5 separate regions of the Mus musculus genome follow, and all the other regions are linked to region 1. A link is a contact called in public HiChIP or PLAC-seq data. All regions are on one chromosome and are shown on one strand. The core of a region is the stretch at or near the end of the contact, and the rest is flanking DNA. Distances in the headings are between cores, read along the strand shown.

What was found. HiChIP or PLAC-seq counts read pairs in DNA pulled down with a chosen protein or histone mark.
Region 2: a contact with region 1 is called in an H3K4me3 HiChIP or PLAC-seq map of embryonic stem cells, with 10 read pairs. The contact joins the promoter of Pex14 here to the enhancer-like site in region 1. A contact is called at or near these places in 7 of 39 promoter capture datasets (the 3T3-L1 cell line, cranial neural crest, embryonic stem cells and 3 more), 4 of 115 datasets of contacts at active chromatin or transcription factors (embryonic stem cells, forebrain and stem cell-derived neural progenitor cells) and 2 of 9 other capture datasets (adipose tissue and pancreatic islet).
Region 3: an H3K27ac HiChIP or PLAC-seq map of embryonic stem cells shows a contact between it and region 1, with 2.9 times the contacts expected there. The contact joins two enhancer-like sites. A contact is called at or near these places in 5 of 39 promoter capture datasets (the C10 cell line, cranial neural crest, frontonasal cranial neural crest and 2 more), 1 of 484 Hi-C or Micro-C datasets (nephron progenitors), 5 of 115 datasets of contacts at active chromatin or transcription factors (craniofacial prominence and embryonic stem cells) and 1 of 9 other capture datasets (pancreatic islet).
Region 4: a contact with region 1 is called in an H3K27ac HiChIP or PLAC-seq map of embryonic stem cells, with 20 read pairs. The contact joins two enhancer-like sites. A contact is called at or near these places in 7 of 39 promoter capture datasets (the C10 cell line, the HPC-7 cell line, cranial neural crest and 4 more), 6 of 484 Hi-C or Micro-C datasets (the CH12 cell line, bone marrow-derived macrophages, embryonic stem cells and 3 more), 8 of 115 datasets of contacts at active chromatin or transcription factors (craniofacial prominence, embryonic basal ganglia, embryonic stem cells and 2 more) and 1 of 9 other capture datasets (embryonic stem cells).
Region 5: an H3K27ac HiChIP or PLAC-seq map of embryonic stem cells shows a contact between it and region 1, with 5 read pairs. The contact joins two enhancer-like sites. A contact is called at or near these places in 6 of 39 promoter capture datasets (the C10 cell line, cranial neural crest, frontonasal cranial neural crest and 3 more) and 2 of 115 datasets of contacts at active chromatin or transcription factors (craniofacial prominence and embryonic stem cells).

Annotation. Positions count from the first base shown.
Region 1 is chr4:148,854,424-148,857,123 of GRCm38.p6, reverse strand. All of the region lies in intron 2 of Casz1 (castor zinc finger 1), which reads right to left. Among named protein-coding and RNA genes, the nearest start is that of Gm42352, 16 kb to the left of the region's middle. Within about 2 kb of position 1,438, at least 11 of the 459 cell types and tissues checked have an H3K27ac peak or open chromatin away from gene starts, as enhancers often do. A contact at or near this core is called in embryonic stem cells and pancreatic islet, where this site is marked.
Region 2 is chr4:149,098,509-149,101,208 of GRCm38.p6, reverse strand. It overlaps Pex14 (peroxisomal biogenesis factor 14), which reads left to right and starts at 1,366. Exons shown (of 9, transcript NM_019781.3): 1 at 1,366-1,437. The coding sequence starts at 1,402. It overlaps Gm46722 (a long non-coding RNA gene), which reads right to left. Exons shown (of 3, transcript XR_003955172.1): 1 at 2,070-2,700; 2 at 1,629-1,764; 3 at 1,431-1,532.
Region 3 is chr4:148,649,908-148,652,633 of GRCm38.p6, reverse strand. Gm572 (predicted gene 572) reads right to left here. Exons shown (of 12, transcript NM_001368835.1): 2 at 1,392-1,492. Among named protein-coding and RNA genes, the nearest start is that of Gm572, 8.0 kb to the right of the region's middle. Within about 2 kb of position 1,468, at least 25 of the 459 cell types and tissues checked have an H3K27ac peak or open chromatin away from gene starts, as enhancers often do. A contact at or near this core is called in embryonic stem cells and pancreatic islet, where this site is marked.
Region 4 is chr4:148,723,085-148,725,784 of GRCm38.p6, reverse strand. No RefSeq gene overlaps it. Among named protein-coding and RNA genes, the nearest start is that of Gm32897, 23 kb to the left of the region's middle. Within about 2 kb of position 1,329, at least 33 of the 459 cell types and tissues checked have an H3K27ac peak or open chromatin away from gene starts, as enhancers often do. A contact at or near this core is called in embryonic stem cells, where this site is marked.
Region 5 is chr4:148,679,446-148,682,145 of GRCm38.p6, reverse strand. No RefSeq gene overlaps it. Among named protein-coding and RNA genes, the nearest start is that of Gm572, 37 kb to the right of the region's middle. Within about 2 kb of position 1,410, at least 35 of the 459 cell types and tissues checked have an H3K27ac peak or open chromatin away from gene starts, as enhancers often do. A contact at or near this core is called in embryonic stem cells, where this site is marked.

The DNA of each region.
Region 1 (2,700 bases), core at 189-2,688:
GGTGACTTTAGGCAGTCTGAAGAGGTGACATTTAAACAACTGGAGGCCTAAACGATAAAGGAGACACAGCAGCCTGGGCCTTCTGTGTCAAGAGGGTGGGAAGGGGAAGCTGGCAGAGGGAGAACCAGCAGAAGCAGGCCACTCCACCTACCCCCTCCCCTCCTTTGGTACAAAGCCAGGCTATAAGCCCAGGAAAGTCTCAGGGAGCACCCGTGTCTACAGTAGACCCATAGCACAAAACATAGCCTAGGAAGGGTGAGAGGAGAAAACCCAAGTTGTGGGAGGACAAAGGCTTGCAGAGGCCCAGGGACCCAGGCCCACAGTCTGTTGGTGGTAGATGCAAGCCCCTCCCCGCACAGCCACCTCTGGGACAGGCCAACTCGAGTCCTGGCTACACTAGGAAGCCACAGGGCTGTGGTGACCAAGAACCAGGGCTTGCCAGCCTCTAATTCCACAGTGAAACAGCTCTGAGTGTCGGTCAGCTACCTATTCCCGTGGCGATCAAGACACAAGGCGGGCTGTAGGTGCAGAGAAAGATCAAGTACAAATCCCAGAGGGAGAGGGAGAGGGAGGCAGGCCTGTGCCTTTAAAAGAATTTTCATTTAAAGGCTCTTCTCTCTTCCACCATTTCAGTGATCTATATGCAAATATGCTAATGCATGCAAATTAAGACACCACTTTTAGTCCCAATTTAATAGAAAGCATTAAAATACCATTTTTTTTTCCAAAAAACTCCATATGCATGAAGGAAGGTTTTTTTTTTTTTCTTTTCCCTTTTTTTTTTTTTTTTTTTTTTTTTTTTACTTTTCGTTAAAGTCACATTCCGGCAGCAATTTTATGCTGTCAAAATGTTCTCAACAAGGGGAGATTTGACTGGTTTCTTCGGGAGCCAGTAACAGGAAGCTTGGGTGCAGCCTCCTTTCTTTCTTTCTTTCTTTCTTTCTTTCTTTCTTTCTTTCTTTCTTTCTTTCTTTCTTTCTTTCTTCCTTCCTTCCTTCCTTCCTTCCTTCCTTCCTTCCTTCTTTCCTTCTGTCTATCTGTCTGTCTTCCAATCTTTCAATCTTTCTTAATTTTGCTTAGGATTTGGGGCAAAGAAGGAAAGAGGCGGGAAAAAGACAACGCTGAACAAGTCATCTGGGCATCTTTCAGGATCTTTCTGCTTCCAGGCCAGGGTCCAGCTTTGTGGCTGCATCAAACTTACAGGCCAGGAAGAGTTGCACCATTGAGGCATCCTGGGTGGCTCCTGCTCTCTCTTGGGCAGGGGGCACCACAGAAGCTTATCTGCAATGATTATCACTGCTGGGCACATCGCCCACTGGCTCAGGGATTGCTGGCCATGCCTAGCATGAACATACAGTGCCCTCTGTCAAGGACAAGGGGAGGGCGTACCGGAGTGGGGGAAGGGTGTGGAATGTGAGGCTTGTGCCCCTGGGGAGGCACAGCAGCCGGAGCTACACCTTAGGGCTATCCTTACCACCTATCTTTCTGTACTCAAGCTTAGTACCTCCCCTTGGATCAGCAGATCTTTTCCAGAGCTTCCTCAAAAGGCCAAGCTAGTCACACAGCCTTCCGGTGGCTTTTGTTTATTTGGTTGGTTGGTTTGTTGTTGTTGTTGTTATTTTGTTTTGTTGAGACAGAGTTTCTCTGTGTAACCCTGACTGTCCTGGACCTCACTCTGTAGACCAGGCTGGCCTTGAACTCAGAGATCCACCTGCCTCTGCCTCCCTAGTACTGGGATAAAAGTCGTGCACCATCACCACCTGGCTCCTGTGGCTTCTTATCTTTGATATAAATGGTCTCCATCAGAACAACCGCCTACTAGCCCGTGTAGTCCCCAGACTACAGTTTGGCCCCAAATGCAAAGACTGAGTGGGGCTAGGTCAGTCATTTCAGAGGCACAGCAATCCATCTCTCTGTTTCTTTGGGCAGTCCTTTTGGAGGCCAAATTGCTCCTGGAGCCCTGACTACCCTGGCATACATATTTGACTAGCTCCTCCATGGTTCAGAACCTTTCCTTCCTGAGTGAAGTTAAGCCACTGCAGATTTCTGAAGACTACAACGTGTTCTGGCCTCTCCTGCGAGGGAGTGGGGGGGCAGGAAAAGGCAGCTCTCACCAACAGGGGCCTGCAGATGAGGTCCTACGTCCCAACTACCTGAGTGTATCCTCGCTTGGAGGCTATGGTGGACACTGCCTCCTTGCCTTCTGGGAAATCCTCCCACTTCCCCAGCTTTCGCTGTGAGGCTGTGACGCCTGCAGGAGATCCTACACTCCCCCTCTCAGAGGCCCTAAACCAGAAGCAGCACCAATCCTGCATCACCAACCAGTTAGACTCACAGAGGTGAGCCACTTTCCTCTCACCACTGATCAAATGACAATGAGTCCTGCATCTTCTCCATTGCCAGAACCAGCCTGATGGCAAACACCAGGCCTTGCTCTGCCTGGCTCAGTTAAGAACCCAAGCCAGGCAGTGCTTTCAATCCCAGCACTTGGAAGGCAGAGACAGGTGGATCTCTGTGAGTTCGAGGTCAGCCTGGTTTACAGAGCTCATTCTAGGATAGACAGCCAAAGAAACCCTGTCTTGAACAAACAAACAAACAAACAAACAAGCAAACAAGCAACTTTAAGCTGACCCCTCTCCAACCATCTGCACCACCCAGAGCCTCAGCTCTACATCCATATAATGGGAGAGAAACAAACAA
Region 2 (2,700 bases), core at 117-2,616, 240 kb before region 1:
TTTAAAAAACAAACCAACCAACCAACGGGAACCTTACATAGTCTAGATTGGCCTTGAACTCAGCATATAGCCCATGTGCTGTGGTCACAGTTGTGCACCACTGTACCACGTAGTCATTGTGCTGGAGCCCAGGTTTTATGCATGTGTTACCAACTAAGCTATATCCCCATCTTGAGATGTCAGTTCTAATACAGAGGAGAGGCAGCCTGAGAAAGCACTATTGTGCACATGGATTTCTTATTTATTTATTTGTGGTTGCTGGGATTTGAACTCAGGACCTCTGGAAGAGCAGTCAGTGCTCTTAACCACTGAACCATCTCTCCAGCCCCAACACATGGGTTTCTTAAGACAGAGCTGCAGAACGCATGGTGGCGATCGCCTTTAATCCCAGCACTTGGGAGGCAGAGGCAGGCAAATTTTCGAGGCTAGCCTGGTCTACAGAGTGAGTTCCAGGACAGCCAAGGCTACGACAGAGTTTTGAAAAACCAAAAAAAAAAAAAAAAAAAAAAAAAGAAAAAGAGAGAGAGAGAGCGAGCTGCAGAGTGTTGTTGGAGTTTATGAACGCTTCTGAGAAACAGTAGGTACTTAACGAATACTAGTGTACCGAATGGCTACACTATTTTTTTTTTTTGGCTTTTTTTTTTTTTTTTTTTTTTTTTTCCGAGACAGGGTTTCTCTGTTGTAGCCTTGTCTGTCCTGGAACTCTCTCTATAGACCAGGCTGGCCTCGAACTCAGAAATCCGCCTGCTTCTGCCTCCCAAGTGCTGGGATTAAAGGCGTGCATCACCAGTGCCCGGTCGAATGGCTAAATTTTAACTTACATTTTCATGTGTTTATTAAATAAGTAGTCCCTAAATGTGCCCACGATGTTATGAGAATAGGGAGAGATTTACTTCAAGAATAAAAATGTGTGGCGCACGCCTGTTATCTCAGCACCTCGAGGTGGAGGCAGGAGGATCAGAAGTTCATCTAGGGCTACATAGAAAGTTTGAGGCTACTTTGAATTACGTGAGGCCTTGTCTAGAAAACAAAAACAAACAAGTCTAAACATACAAACATGTAAATTTATTTTAAAAAGAGGGTGAACCTGGTGGGTGATGTGGGGAGAGTAGGGGGAGAAAATTAGGAGTAGATGTGCCTAAACCACAGCGTTTATACATCAACAATGTAAAACAACAACAACAAGAGATATTCTATTTTTTTAAAAAGAATTTGAACTATGGATTTTCCTGTAAACTGCAAGATAACCGGGACACCAGTCTCACTCAATCCTTTTTGCCGGGAACCCGCCCCCATCGACATGCTCGGGACCTTCTACTTTGGTCTAGTCGGGAGAACTAGTGCAAGCGCTCTTGGGAGAAACTTGGGCCAGCGGCGGTCGACTAGTCAGGCCTGAGGAAGATGGCGTCGTCGGAGCAGGCAGAGCAGCCGAACCAGGTGAGGGGAGTGGGACTGCCCCGTCGCGACTGTCAGGGGTCGCGGCTGGGGCGCCGCTGGGCGCGCGGCAGGCAGTGGGGCGGCGACCCTGACGCCTTGAAGCGGAGGACCCCCGATTTAGTGTTTTCTCTGGGCCCCGCCCCTCTCCGGTCCTCCCGGCCCGGCTCCTCCCCCGGTGACCCCGCTCTCACCACAGTCCCGGGTCGGGGTCTCGACCGGGTCTCAGGCCCTGGCTTCCCGCTCGGCGACCCCTCGGAGCCCTCTGGGCTTGGTCAGGAAGGGTGGCGGGCTCCGGTTAGGTCCTCAGCACACAGCTGCAGGGCCCTGCTGGAGGAGAGAGAGGTGGGGAAGGCTCGTTGGTACCCGGCTGTCCCCTGTCGGGAGGGGCCTGGCGACTCCCGCTCCCACGGCCTCAGCCCCCAAAGTGCCAGCATCTGGGGCTTCATTCACCATGGGGCTTTCTTTCCTTTTCAAGTTGGGGCGCCGCTCTGAGGACTCCTTCCCTCCCAGTGCGTTAGTAGAAAGGGGACGTACTTTAAATAACAGACGCCACTGAGCTTTAGCTGAGGATCCAACCCTCGCTTGGCTGGGTTTGGTTGTCTTAGCCAAGGACTCCCCTCCGAGTTCTTCACCTGCAGATTTAACCAAATCCCGCTTCGCTTGTGGGACAGTGAGGGCCACTGTTGATGCTTGGGCTGCCTGGAAGTCGTGCTGATATGGCCTCGGAAGGGGTTTCTAAGCCAAAGGCGGAGTGGGATGTGGAGAGGGTTTTACCACCAGTGTGCTGGCAGGCAGAGGGCAAGTTATGTTTACTTTTGATTTTTTGTTTATTTTTGTGTACATGTGCGCAGCATGGTGCTGGTGGGAGGCAGAGGACAACTTTGCCGGAAACGGTTCCCCCCTCCGTCCGCCATGTGGATCTCAGATGGAACTCAGGTCCTCAGGCTTAGCAGCAACGCCTTTTGCCTGCTCAGCCTTCTCTTTGGCCCCAGGGCAGTGCTGCTTATCTTAAGTCTCTCTTCTCTTAGTAAAGTGCAGAAGTGGGTAGCAAGGTTTTGTAGCGAGCCCTAAATCACGTGCACCGCCGGGCCTTGATTTCAGCTCCCGAAGAAGTGTCTCTGCTCTCTGGCTATCTTATGTTTCAATGTGATTAGGATAGACCTAGGAGGAGCAATATTTTTAGCCTGGGAAGCTCATCATTCATTTGTCAACATCTTGAAGCACCTTAAAGAGTTTTAAACCACTTACAGATATTTCCCTTCC
Region 3 (2,726 bases), core at 219-2,718, 200 kb after region 1:
TTCAAATCCCAGCAACCACATGGTGGCTCACAACCATTTGTAATGGGATCCGATGCCCTCTTCTGGTGTGTCTGAAGGCAGCTACAGTATATATATATATATATATATATATATATATATATATATATATATATATATATATAAATTCTTTTTTATTATTTTATGTATATGAGTACATTGTTGCTATACAGATGGTGTGAGCATCATGTGGTTGCTGGGAATAGAACTCTGGACCTCTGCTCGCTCCGGGCCCCACTCATTCCAGCCCAAAGATTTATTTATTTATTATGTAAGTACACTGTAGCTGTGTACACAGATGGCTCACAACCATCCGTAATAAGATCTGATGCCCTCTTCTGGTGTGTCTGAAGACAGCTACAGTGTGCGTAGATATAATAATAAATAAATCTTTTTTTTTTTAAAAAAGGAGGGAGTTGGGTGGAGGATCACAACACAGGGCTTGAACCAGAATAAACGTTCAGCAAACATGTGCTACTCTTGTTGTATCTTTTGTGTGGTGAGTGACTGACAATGGAGACCCCAGGACTCAACTGGTTTGAGGAAGTCTGGGCTCTACTAGTCTTTGCCAGGAGATTGATGATAAGTCCCTCACTCCTCTGCACTCTAATGTAAAAATGAGTTAGTGATCCTGGTGCAGTGGTGCACACCTTTAATCCCAGCACTTGAGAGTCAAGAGGCCAGGAGATTTCTTCAAGTTCAAAGCTAGCCTGTCTATATAACAAGTTCCAGGCCAGACAAAGCTGTATATTGAGACCCTGTACCAAAAAACAAAACAAGCTAGGCAGTGGCACACACCTTTGATCCCAGTACTCAGAAGGCAGAGGTAGGCAGATCTCTGAGGCCAGCCTGGTCTGCATCAGAGAGAGTTCCAAAAGGACAGCAGGGGCAACAGAGAAACCTTGTCTTGAAAAAAGCAAAAATCAAACAACAAAGGTCTGGCAATGGTGGCGCACACCTTTAATCCCAGCACTCAGGAGGCAGAGGCAGGCGGATTTCTGAGTTCAAGGCCAGCGTGATCTACATAGTGAGCCCAGGACAGCCAGGGCTACACAGAGAAACCGTGTCTCAAAACAAACAAACAAACAGCAAAGGTGAAAACAACAAACTGTGTTGCCGCCAAGTCTCCCTGCCAGGCCTGGTGCAGAGCCTGTGCCAGATACTTCAAAACAAGTGCTGCCATCCATGTGAGGAAGCCTGGTCCTGCCTCTGGCACCAGCTGCCCTGAGAATCCCAGCACTTGGGCGGCCATCCAGGCCGGTGTGCTGGCTACAGATGCCTTCTGCCTTCCATGTAAGCATGGCAAGTTGTCCGTCTGAGGAGAGGGGACCGCCCAAAGCCTGTTGTGAACCAGAAAAGCTTGATTGATTTACCTGTCAGAGCTCCATGCGCTGGGCGAGGCCTGTCCTTGTTTGACCTGACAGGGAGGATCCATGGGAACACAGCAGGCTGAATGCAAGCCAGACAGATGGCCCTGCAAGGAAGAGCGAAGGGCATGGAGCAGGTGCCCAGCCCAGCAGGGCTGCCTCGGCTGTCTTCATACAGCCGGGCAATTATATCTCATTTTTGGTTCTGTTTTCTTTTCATTTTTTCTTGCTTTTATTGTTGTTGTGTTGTGTTGTGTTTTAAGACAGTGTGCTAATCTTAACCTCGCTATACAGCCCAGGCTAGCCTCTAACTTGGAATCCCTCCTGCCTTTGCCTACCAAATACCCAGATTACAGGTGCGCAGCATCTCCATTACAGCTCATCTAGTCAATTATATTTATGTATATATGGATTTTATTATTTTTTTATTTTTGCTCTGCTACGGGGTCAAATCCAGGGCATCAGAATGCTAAGCAAGCACTCTACCGCTGAATTACACCCTAGCCCCAGAGATATATTGTTTGCATGCCTACCATGGGCAGTAGCCAAGACTTGGACCAAGCAGCAAAGACAAAGAAAGAAATGAATAGTGGAATCTTCCATAGCAAGCAAGCACCAAAGAAGAAACAGGGATGAGAGGCAGGGACGGGAACTGGGGATGCTGAGGGAGGATACTTCCCAGGACATCAATGTAAAAAAAGGGTTTCCGAAAAGGCAACATTGTGATACAGATTTTACAATGAATCCACGTTAAGGATTAAGTCATTATTGATGAGGGAGCCCTGCAGATTTACAGCCAGTTTAAAGGAGAGAGAGAAAAAAGAAAAGAAAAAAGGAGGAGGAGGAGAACAAGAAGAAGAGGAGGAAGAGGAAGAGGAAGAGGAGGAAGAGGAGGAGGAGGAAGAGGAAGAGGAGGAGGAGGAGGAGGAGGAAGAGGAAGAAGAAGAAGAAGAAGAAGAAGAAGAAGAAGAAGAAGAAGAAGAAGAAGAAGAAGAAGAAGAAGAAGAAGAAGAAGAAGGTGGTTTTGTTCTAGAATCCAGGATGTTGGGATGAATTTGCTGACAGACTGACAGACTGACAGACTGACAGACAGACAGACTGCCACAAAGGGAGGCAGAAGTTCTGAATGAACATCCCTGTCACACACACCAACCCTTTGACAAGAATCCTTCCCACACCTCAGGGTTCTCCACAGCTTAAAGAACCACACAGTGTTAGACAGACGACTCCATCATTAAGTACACGATATTCGGGGAAAGCCAGCCTAGGTGAAGTGCACCCCTAATCCCTGCACCGGGGAAGCAGAGTCATGTGGTTCCTAGGGGCTCCCTGGCTAGCTCA
Region 4 (2,700 bases), core at 80-2,579, 130 kb after region 1:
TGGTCCCCAAAGCGAGTTTCAGTGACAACCCGTCCCCCAGTGAGCAATCTGGGATGAACAAAGAATTCAACATTTAAATGAAACAGGATCCAGCTTCTTGATATTTTTTTTCCCTTTGCCCCAGGCTCCAATATGGCTCTGCTCAACCATTACTGATCTCAGCTTCATTTAAAATTTTGATTTATTTTTGATCACTGAGGATTTTTTTTGCATTAATTTTTCCCTTAATTTTTTTAACTTATGTAGTTATCACATGTACATGTGCGTGTGGTGTGTGTGCCTGAACGAAGGCCTGTGGGCCTGTGTGCGAGTGCACGCGCGGGCCTGTGTGGCCCTGTAAGGTCAGAGGTGCCTGGTATCTTCTGTCAGGTTCCACCTTTTTAAAAAATTAATCTTTAAATTTTTTACTTATTATCACAGCATGGAGGGCGTGGGGTAAATGGGAACAGGTGCCATGGTGCATGTGTGGCAGTGAGCTCTCTCCTTCGGGTGACCCATGGGTTCCATGGATCTACCTCAGGTCCCCAGATTTCCTCCGTGAGTGACTTCACCCAGTGTCTCCATGCTGATCCCACACTCCAATTTATTGGAGTCTCTTGGTGAGCCTGGGGCTCCCCTGGTCTGATGGTCTAGCCTGCTCTGAGGATCATCCGTGCCCACCTGGACTAGCAGGGTGCCAGTACACCTGCCAGCTTTTATGTAGGCTCGAACTCTTTGTTGCAAAGCAAGCGCTTGAGCCTTTGAGCTATCGTCCACCAAGCCTTTTCATTTTAACCTGAAGCATGATTTCCCTTATCCCTCAAGCTCACTTTGTAGCCTCTGAGGACTGACCTTGAATTTAGGACCCTCCTGCCTCTACTCCAGAGCGAGTGCTGGGATTACAGGTGTGCACACCACATCTAATTTATGTGCCATAGAGCTGTGTCTTTGAGCCACATTCCCGGGCCTTAATTTTTACTTGTCTTGATTTCTCTTATGCAGGGGCCACCGTCACCCCTGATGTTTTGCATTGGAGTGTTTCATTCATCCCCCTCCCCGGGTCCCTGCCTTGGGGAAAGAATGAGCACGCTCTGGCCCTAAGCCCCTATCCACTCACCCGGGATTCCCAGGCTCCTAGGAAGCCAGAGGGCGGAGGCAGGTCCGGGGTATCCGAGAGGGAGGAAGGGAGCTTGGAGAGAGGGGTGTGGGCAGGGAGGGGACGGGGCAGCCCGCCGCCTGATGCGTATCGATTTGCGCTCGGGGTCGGCGCGGGGGCACCACTGCTGGCGGGCGGGGCGACCGCACATTAGCGCGGCGGGGGACCGCTCCCCGGAACGGCTGCGGGCACATTAGACTTCCCGGCCTGGGACGGGCGACCCCCGCGGGCGGGGCGAGCTGGCTCCTGCAAGGCGGGCGCTGTGCTGCGGGGACCCACCCAATGAATGGGCCGTGTACAGCTTCACCTCTGGCTCTCCTGCCTCTAGGCCTCTGAGTCTTCCGTCAGGACTGCTTCATTGAGCCAGGCCAGGTCTGGAAACACAGCACACACACACTACCTTCACCACCACCAGGGCTGTCCATTTCTTTTGCTTTTGTGAGACAGAGCAGGCACCCTGAAGCCCAGCCCAGTCTGGCCTGGAACTTGCAGCAGTCTTCCTGCCTCAGCCTCCTGAGTGCTGGGATGGCAAGCTTAATTACCACATCCATCTCTGGTTCCCCCCCCCCTCCTCCCGCCCTCCAGTCAAGGCTTCTCTAATCCCTGGCACTTCTCTGACCTCTGACCTTGGGGTTGCATTTCCACACCCCTTGAACAACTCTTTTAACAGTATTTTTTGCATTCTTGAGAACTAAAGTGAGCCAGCCCTTTGGGAAATCACTCCTGACCCACACATCCCCAGTGTTGGCATGCATACCCTGGCTGATCCAGAAGCCAAGTCAACAAGGCCCATCCACCATCCTTTGGACAGGGAACTCTTGGGCACCTGGGTAGCCAGGCAGTGGGGCAACATCAAGGTTGAATTCTAGTTCTGCTTCTTAAAAGCTGTGTGGCCTTTGGGCAAGTGAATGAACCTCTCTGTAGGTCTGGGGATGTAGCTCAGTGGTTCAGCATCTGCCCAGCAGAACGGGAACCATAATTCCTGCCCCGGCAGAAAATCCTGGGGACTACGGCAAAGAGTCTTGCTGCAAAAGGCCTGAACTCCCCACGGTGGGTGGGGCACACAGCAAGCAGGACATCCTTTGGGGCTACTGTGGTGGTACTGTCGCAGTCTCGTGGGAGGGGGGATTGGGGAGGGGCGGATTGGCAGTGTGGTTTCTGCCATCTCTGGCTAGCCCCTCCCTCTAGGCTCCACCCCACTTACCTCCCAAATAGCAGAATGCGTCACTTCCGGAATCAGAAAGCTTCCTGTGTCCTGCCTCTTTTCCTCCGGCAGGTTCCTTTCTCCTTTATCCACTTCCGCTCCAGCACCCACCTGCTGCTCCTTGACAAATGTCTGGGGAAAGCTCAGCGGGTTGCCTCCTGGTCTCTCTTCTCCAAGCCTCCCTTCATCTTTGTCTACATTCAGGGCAGCCATGACAGCCAGCCAGGGCAGCCATGACAGCCAGCCGTGGCACCCAGGACCCAGGTCTCAGGCCATCGGAAGTCACTGTCTTCCCTTCTTTCCTCCCGTCCTTGAAACAGGGTCTCACTGTGTAGCCCAGGCTAGCCTCAGCCTCCTGGAT
Region 5 (2,700 bases), core at 161-2,660, 170 kb after region 1:
GGATTTTCTCGCGCCCCCACCCTCCCCACCGCCGCCCCGGGACTATGAAGGTGGTGCCCCCAAAACCTACAAACTCTGCCCATTTGCACGTAGTTACACTAAGACTATCTGAAAGACCCCATTGGGAGGAAATCAATGGGTTAGTCAAGTCCAAAGATAAACTTGTCGAAGCTTAAGAAGACAGCCAGAGAGTGGGCAAGACAGGGGAGGGAAACCCTACCCCACCTTATGGGGAACTGTTCTTTGATAGGAAAAGGCTGAAGAGAAAAGCTGAAAGGAGGAGGAAGACTTCCTAGGGAGAGAGTTACCGCTGACCTCTTCTGAGGGTTGTACCCCAGAGGCCCCCCCACCCCTAAGCCCCCAACCCTTGTAGCAGCCCCAGGTCAGGCTGGAACAGTGTGTTATGCTGCCCCCTGCTGGCTGCTCTTTACATTGCAGCTCCACTTTTAACTGGAGACCCAGCTTCAGGCTCTGGGGTCCAGTGTCAGCCATTCTCCATCTAGAAGGGCCACGAGGACCGCCGCCCACGACCCCACCACCACCTTTAACCAAGATCTCTCCCAGGCAGGACTCGGATCTACAGAGAAGCATGCACTGGTGTCGTGGGGAACTCTGCGGTGAGTTCCCATGCAGCCCCGCCCTGGCTGGAGGAGTTTATCAAATGTGCTTTCTGCTTCCTGGCATTAGGCTCCCCTGGCACTTTTATTCCAGCCATAAAAAGGCTATTTCATTGAGAAATAAAGTCCCATCTCCCTGACGTGTAACTCCTTTCAGAGCTCTTACTCAACTGCCAGGCAAAATTTATGCTTCCTGGATGCTCTCTCTTGTGATTGCAACTGGAAATTGGGCAGAAAGCTGGAAGGCAGATCTCCTTCCTGGCCAATAGGACCTGGGTTTGTTTCTTTGGTCTAAAGGAATTCTGAAGACTCAAGGTGTGCTGGAAGGATTCCTTGCCTAAGAATATGAAGACCTTGAGTTACTATTTTCCAGCTATCTATGTGACCTTGGATCAGGCTGTGAGCCTCAGTTTCTGCATCCATAAAATGGAAACAATCGTTTCTTTCTTCCTCAAAGGGGTGGTCCTGCTTACAGTGGGCAGATGGTGGTGGCAAGACTTTGAAACAGAATGTAGCCTTTATTTTAGAGGCAAAGGAGTTCTTTGACTTAGGGAGTACCAGTCTCCTCTCTCTCTCTCTCTCTCTCTCTCTCTCTCTCTCTCTCTCTCTCTCTCTCTCTCTCTCTCTCTCTCTCTCTCTCTCTCTCTCCCTAGCAGTTGTTTTCTTGTGTGCAATGGAGCACCTCCTGAATCCACAGGAAGTCTTGTTAGAATGCAAACTATCAGGCCTCACTGACTGAATTTCTTGATCTGTCATCTGGGGTGTGGTCCAATTCATTCGTTAAGATAATGCAGTGGCCCAGCTAGACTTTGGTAACTGAGGGACATTCCAAGTTTAATAATTTGCATATCTAAACTGAGCAGGGTGGGACTTGGCTGTAATCTCTTTAACTGAGAGAAGGAAAACTGGAAGATCAGAAATTCAAGGTCAGCCTTGGCTACACAGAGGGTTCCAGGGCAGCCTGGGCTACATGACACCCTGTCTCAAAACAAAACAAAAACAAAACCACCCTAGTGATTTGTGTTTCTAGTGAATTCCCAGGGAATGTAGGCATTGCTGGCTGGGGACCTCACTCTGAAGGGCACAGTGCTGGGGTGTGGAATGGCTCACCCTGGGTCTCCAAAGAGGAAAAAGGAGGGCTGGGGAGAGGAGATAGGCCTGAGACATAGTTCAGTTGGTAGGGTTCTTGCCTAGCATGCACGATGCCTCCGGTTCCATGTCCAGCCTTATATGAGTGACATATGGCAAGGCCGTTCATGCCTGTAATCCCAGCACTCGGAAGATAGAGGATCGGGAGTTCGGTTACTCCCTAATCTGGAGAATTACTGAGTTGATAATAAGTACAGTTCCAGTTTAAGTGAGATTCAAATACCCAACAGAGACTTGCAGCCGGCGCTAAAAGGGTATGCCGTGACAGGAAGCCATCACGGGAAGCAGAGGACATCTGAGAGTCCAGGGCCACAGGCTTGGTACTCACAGAGGCAAACCCAGGGATTTTCTGGCTGTGTTGACTGCTGCGCAGGACAGACAAGGAAGAAGTACAGTGTATGTATGCTTACTGGCTGAGACTCTGGGGAGGAGAAGATTAGAACCCAAGGGACCCAAATGATGTCTAATCACATTGAATAGCCTAGACTGGCTAAGACCCCACAACCCCAACCCCACAGAACCCCTTTCCACGATGTCACGGCACACAGATGTGTCAGGCATAAACAGATGCCTGCCTGCAAGACCTGGGAGGTCTCGGCAAGAAAATTAGATGTCCCCAAGGCAGGGACGATGTTCACGAGTATGCCTGCCATAGCCCCAGAATTGGTCATGGGTACCATTCTGGCCCTGGCACATCAAGTGTAGGAGGGGCCATAGAGTCAGTGTTGTTACGTCTTAAAAGAGAACAGGAGTCCTGCATGGAACCCCGAGCACTTTTTAATTAAAGAAGACTTCCCACTTTTGAGAGGGTGAGGAGAGTTAGCTGAGGGGAAAGAAATGGCTGCCTATTGTTTATTCTGCCTGAGAAGAGCATCCAGAGCCCAGGCCAAGCCAGGCCTAGCCTCTTCCTGCCCTGGGAATTGCTGGACCATTC